2 separate regions of the Mus musculus genome follow, and region 2 is linked to region 1. Evidence: chromatin contacts called from public Hi-C data. All regions are on one chromosome and are shown on one strand. The core of a region is the stretch at or near the end of the contact, and the rest is flanking DNA. Distances in the headings are between cores, read along the strand shown.

Region 1 (2,739 bases), core at 173-2,672:
CTCATAGAGGGGATAGGTATTAGGGTTGGATGACTCGAAGGGTTAGGGCTGGCCCAAATAGCAGCCAAATTGGTCCCTCACAGCAAACTCTTCACATAAATAGATCTTTAAGGTGATTAAGAGCCCCAAATTAATATTCTTGAGGTCTGTATTCTTGTGTACTTCCTGTTCATATGGCACTGAGAGTCATTTATTCTCTTTGATTTCCAGTTCATTTTTGTATGAAACCTTGGCTTTGTAGAAAGTATTTTAAAGTAATTTATTTAAAACACTTAGTCTAGGACTGAGTGCTTCAAAGTCCAGTTTGTCCACTTGCCCAGTTGTAGGTTTTGTATGAGTTCCCATTTATTCCAAGAAACAGCTTCTCTGATAAAGGTTGAGCAAGACACTGATGTGTAAATTTCAGACCTTATTTTTCTTAACAGCTAAGTAATATTCCATTGGCCAAATGTGCCACATTTTTTATTATCCATTTATCAGTGGGTTGACATCTGGGCTGTTTTCAATGTTTCAGTATCATGCATAAGGCAGTAATGAATATGAATAAGCAAGTGTCTCAACCTGGTCAGGTTCAAAGCAGACACGATCTCAGCACTGAGAGGAGGACGTCGACACAGGCTCTTAGTCCTAGTCAGGAAATTATTTGCAATTGATATCTGTTGGCAAATGGAAAATTAATTTCCACTACTGGAGTGTCTCTAGGTATATCAATCATGGTTCAGGGCAGGCCCCATGCCTAATAGTAGTTAAAGAACACAAAATGAACTAGATGTTTTTTACGAGTGACTTTTGTTTCATTTTGCAGTGTGTGTGTGTGTGTGTGTGTGTGTGTGTGTGTGTGTGTGTGTGTGTGTGTGTCTGTGGTCTGTGTCTGTGTTTTATTGGATTTTTTTGCTTGCATTTTTGATTTTGGGAGGTGGGTCATGAAGTTGGATGGACAGGTAAGTGGGGAGGATTTGGCAGAAGTTTTGGCAGGGAATAACACCATCAGAATATAGTTTATGAAAATTTTTAAATAAGAGAAACATTTAGTCTAACAAGGCCTCAAGTATTAAGTTATCAAAGACGTAATTGGTAATAAGTGTGTCATTCAGGAGGACCCCAAAATGATTTCAACCATGATCTAACCCTGGTGAAAACCCAGTGTTGTTCTGCCCAGTCTCTTCAGATTCTCTTTCTGGAGACATGACTTCTGCTATTCAGAGTTAAACGGACAACCATCATGCTAAATACTGTATCGTCCTCTGATCACATTTGAATGTCAGAGGAGTGAAGATCTGCCCAGGCTAGGCCAGCTTTCTTGGGAACTGCACTTGAGACCAAGAGATTTCAATTCTATCCTCTGTATTCTTGAGTAGGCATGACATCAACTGGAGAGCGACCAGTGGTGTTTATTTTCAACTCTGTGGGCTGAGAATAGAGACAGCTGCTCTATGGTGACAACAAAGAGCAAAGCAGGTGCAGAAATGCAGTGGAGGGGAGAGACATAAGCAGACCTACAAAACTTCTAGTCAGCTTAGTCTTGCACACAGTCCTTCATGAGAATGGGCCATATTCTAGGCTGCATTGTGGATGCTGTCCTTACAGTTTACATAGAACAAATCAACGCCCCCCTTTTTTTCCTGAGCATAGTTAAAAAAGTTCTGTTACTTGCAATTTAACTAATTTTGGCTTAGTCCTTAAACTTGTCATCTCTATGGTAGGGGAAACAGCTGTGCAGCAATTGTCTACACTGTAAGCCACTGTTAAAGACCAAAGGAAAGAGAACAACTAACTGTGTTCACAAAACTTAACACGTGAGGAGGGCAGATGAGAGAGGGAGACAAAGTAGCCATCTTTAGGAAGAGACTCATTCAAGGACAAAAACACAAATGAAAGAGAACATTCCATCAAGGAGACTGCATGTGGATTAGTGGTTGGAAAAGTAACCTTTTGCTTTGCGGGATTGAATTATTTTCAGTTGTGAACATGTTTTAGGAATATGAGATGAGCAGGATGGGGATCAGCAATGACCCTGATGTAGGGAGACCTGGCTGGACTCCGTGTGTCAGGGGTCACCAGTGACACACTGGTGAGTTCATGTAGATGCTTTGCAATTGGTTTCCAACATCAGAAAGGAAGATGCAGACTTCACTGGCTCCTCCACACTTCTTTTCAGCTCAACATTCTGAGTTTATAACTAGAACATGGAAACTTTGTCATTGCTGACAAAGCATTTCTGCTAGGTTTGACTGTGGCAATGATTTAATTTAGATATGTTTCCTCTTCTGTCAAAATAGTGTGATATGATGTATGCTACACTGAAGAAGTCTTGTCCCGAGCATTTATTTTATAAGGCAGAGAACTGAGATAGTGAATGTCACTAAGTAGCAACGGACCTGAGCCTGAACTAGTAAGGTTTTGGACATTTTACTTTTTCCGTATAGGCAGTGGGCCCAAAGAAATTAGAATATCCGATTATTGCAAGGATAATGAATGATTGTTTTCTCTGGAAAACAGAGATCACTGAAAATGGAAACTGAAAATATTTCTTGTCAGGTTATCTCCAAAAATGTTTTTGATAAACTCTATCTCTATTTAAAAACATAGAAACAGTAATTAAAGTGCATTTCTTTCACACATCATCTTATTCTCTTCCTTCTTCTGCCTTTGCATATAAGAATGGGAAGTTGATGTAATTTGATTTATACTATATACCACGATGATAATTTGGTAATGTGATTGTTGAAGTTCCTTTTG
Region 2 (2,739 bases), core at 103-2,602, 440 kb after region 1:
TAGTTGAACCCCATTGCACTGAGTGGCCTAGTGTCAGTTTGCTTTTGTGGAGACACTGAGAATAAATGGGTTGGGAAGCTCACCATCTATATCATGTGCAATAAATTATACTTTGCTGAAATGTTGCCTCGCTAAAATATGCTAAGAAAGCTGTGAACAATATTTACAAATAGTTCAGATGTCACAACAAAACACCCACCACTCACGCAGTCTCACACTTTGCTATGATAAACGTGGTAATAGAGGGTACCCTGTTCAACATTAGGGAAATATTCTTTACTGAGAAATAATTGGGGGGAGTTCTTTAAATTGATAGAAAATCCTCTCTCTCTCCCTCTCTCCCTCTCTCCCTCTCTCCCTCTCTCCCTCTCCTTCCCTCCCTAAGAGTCTGCTTTCTCACCTGGCCTGGCAGCTGGCTTACTCTGCTCCCCACCCCTGCTCACACAACAGGCTCTAGTATCTCTATTTGGATACATGATTCATTTCTTGAGAAGGCAGCAAACTTTGTTTCTTGAGGTCCTGAACCACTAAGCAGTTTCAACACTTGTGCAAACTAATGAATGTTGTATCACTTTGGGAAAGGAATGACCTCAGCCAGGTCATTTACCCCACCCCCACAACCCCCACTACCCCCACCCACCCCCAAGCCAATTGACCTAGCTGAGGACAACACTGGCTAAAGCAGATGTGCTCACTGGGGGGAATGCTGGAAATGGAGATGTCTCCTTAGCCTGTAAGAAGAAACACAGAGAGGGATCTCCATTTTCTCACAGTCTGCCCACTGGGACATCCCATTTAATTTTAAGGCAAGGCAAACCTGAGAAAGAGCTGTGTCTCCAGCATACTATCTGGGAACAATGTCTATCTGCTGGGAGGAAAAGAACAAACCAAAAAACAGTCAGTGTCCAAGGGAAGGATATCCCAAGTAGGCTTAAACAGTGTCTCAAGCTAAGTGAGAGACAGACGGCTTCCCCCAGTTTATAGGAGGGATCAGAAGTGGTACACCGAGAGGATTCAAAAGTTTTTCTATTCAACTGTTCTTGACTTCGTTTATAAATAAACATGAACTGCCATACGCTGGTGTTCAGGACATCTTGTACTACACCTTCTTAACACGTTTTGCCTATACAGAGAATCAATTAAATTGTGTGTGTGTGTGTGTGTGTGTGTGTGTGTGTCTGTGTGTGTGTGTGTGTGTAATGATGAGCATATAAAATGAATCACTTTTTTTTTCCAAAGAGGAAATGAAATGTTAAAGGAAGGCCTCTGGTTTGTTAGCTCACTAGCAGCTGTTCTGCGGCTTACAAACCAAAACCTCTGTTATTGGATGCCGTGGGTGGTGCTTAGTTAAACTGACCCTGCACTCAAAACCTGAAAATGAAGCTTTGGTTCCTAATGGGCCCTGCTGCTGGCCCCGCCCCCTCAGCTGCCTTTTTGGCAGAGCAAGTACAGCCACGGAGGAGAATCAGGTGGAAAATAAATATGTTTACTTACTATCAAAACACCTTTCAAGTCCAATACACATTTTTGTTCTATTAATGCCAACACAAATGTGCAGGCACTGTAGCTGGGGTCGCTTTAAAATATAGCTAGACAGAACGATTAAAATAATCTGCTTTCCCTCTGCCAAATTCCTGCCTGTGGGGAGCAATTAAACCTGCCTTCTGCACGTTCAAATACCGAATGGGAAGCGAATGTTGCATCTTTGCTACTTAGACAAGTGTAATTCCGATGGAAAGATTTATCAACAACTCACAGGCAGTTCCAGGGTTTGGTTTTGTTTGTCAAACAGCACACTCTCACGCTGCATCTGGACTCTGTTACACACTCGTGGGACAGGAATCCCCAGAGAGGGGTGCTCACTTGGGCCAGTGAGCAAACAAGTAAACTCACACAGAGAGAAGGCAGCTTTAAACAAATAAACCCCTCTGTTTGAGACTAAACATGTGTAACACTAGCCAAAACTACAATCAAACAACCAAAGAGCAATGTTATTACGGCTCTAGAGCAAGTCAACGTGAAACTGAATCACCGATGCCCGTAAATGGAAATTTTACAGGTGAATTTATTCTTCTGACACCATGAGAAATGACCAAAGGTTTGCTATATGATTTGTTTTTATAAGTCAGTATTTAAGGGTATCTGAAGTTAATAACAGAATGACAAACTCTGAGTGAAGGGTGATTCTATAAAATTTGGTGCTGGATGTTTTTAACTTTTAGGTCTACTTTCTTTTTCTTCTCCATTCCGAATTTCCTGTGCACAGGCTTGTGATTGCTAGACGAGAAACAGTTGACCCTGTGATCTCTCTGCCCCAGTTATGAGTGTCCACGCCACTGCCTGCCTCGACTGATCTCTCTGGTGTGACATTTCAGCTTTGGCCTGTGTCCTCATCAGCCTCTAAGCCAGACTCTAGGCAGTGGTCTTTCTGGGACACAATTAAACTCCTAGTTAACTACTAAGTTGCTCAGTGCTGGAGCAGGTCACAACTAAATGCCCAGCCCCACCCCCACCCCCACCCCCATCCCCTACACCACACTCCCCACACCACACCCCCCATGCCCCCCAAACCCCCTATGTCTTTCTTTTTGCTTCAAACAAAGCAGATGTCTTACATTCTGTGGGGCTGTGTGTAATCTATTTTGGCTTTGCAATTAAGCAACTACATATTTAGCATGTCTCGGGACATTTTGTCCTTGTTTTACCCTCAAGGCAAATGTACCATTCAAGTATGTATGT

Evidence for each region. A called contact is a pair of places that touch in the nucleus more often than the background predicts.
Region 2: a Hi-C map of myocytes shows a contact between it and region 1, with 3 times the contacts expected there. The contact joins two enhancer-like sites. A contact is called at or near these places in 1 of 484 Hi-C or Micro-C datasets (myocytes) and 1 of 9 other capture datasets (embryonic tail).

The regions. Positions count from the first base shown.
Region 1 is chr2:116,367,574-116,370,312 of GRCm38.p6, forward strand. No RefSeq gene overlaps it. Among named protein-coding and RNA genes, the nearest start is that of 2810405F15Rik, 290 kb to the left of the region's middle. Within about 2 kb of position 1,423, at least 5 of the 459 cell types and tissues checked have an H3K27ac peak or open chromatin away from gene starts, as enhancers often do. A contact at or near this core is called in myocytes, where this site is marked.
Region 2 is chr2:116,811,864-116,814,602 of GRCm38.p6, forward strand. All of the region lies in intron 3 of Gm13990 (a long non-coding RNA gene), which reads right to left. Among named protein-coding and RNA genes, the nearest start is that of Gm13990, 65 kb to the right of the region's middle. Within about 2 kb of position 1,353, at least 15 of the 459 cell types and tissues checked have an H3K27ac peak or open chromatin away from gene starts, as enhancers often do. A contact at or near this core is called in myocytes, where this site is marked.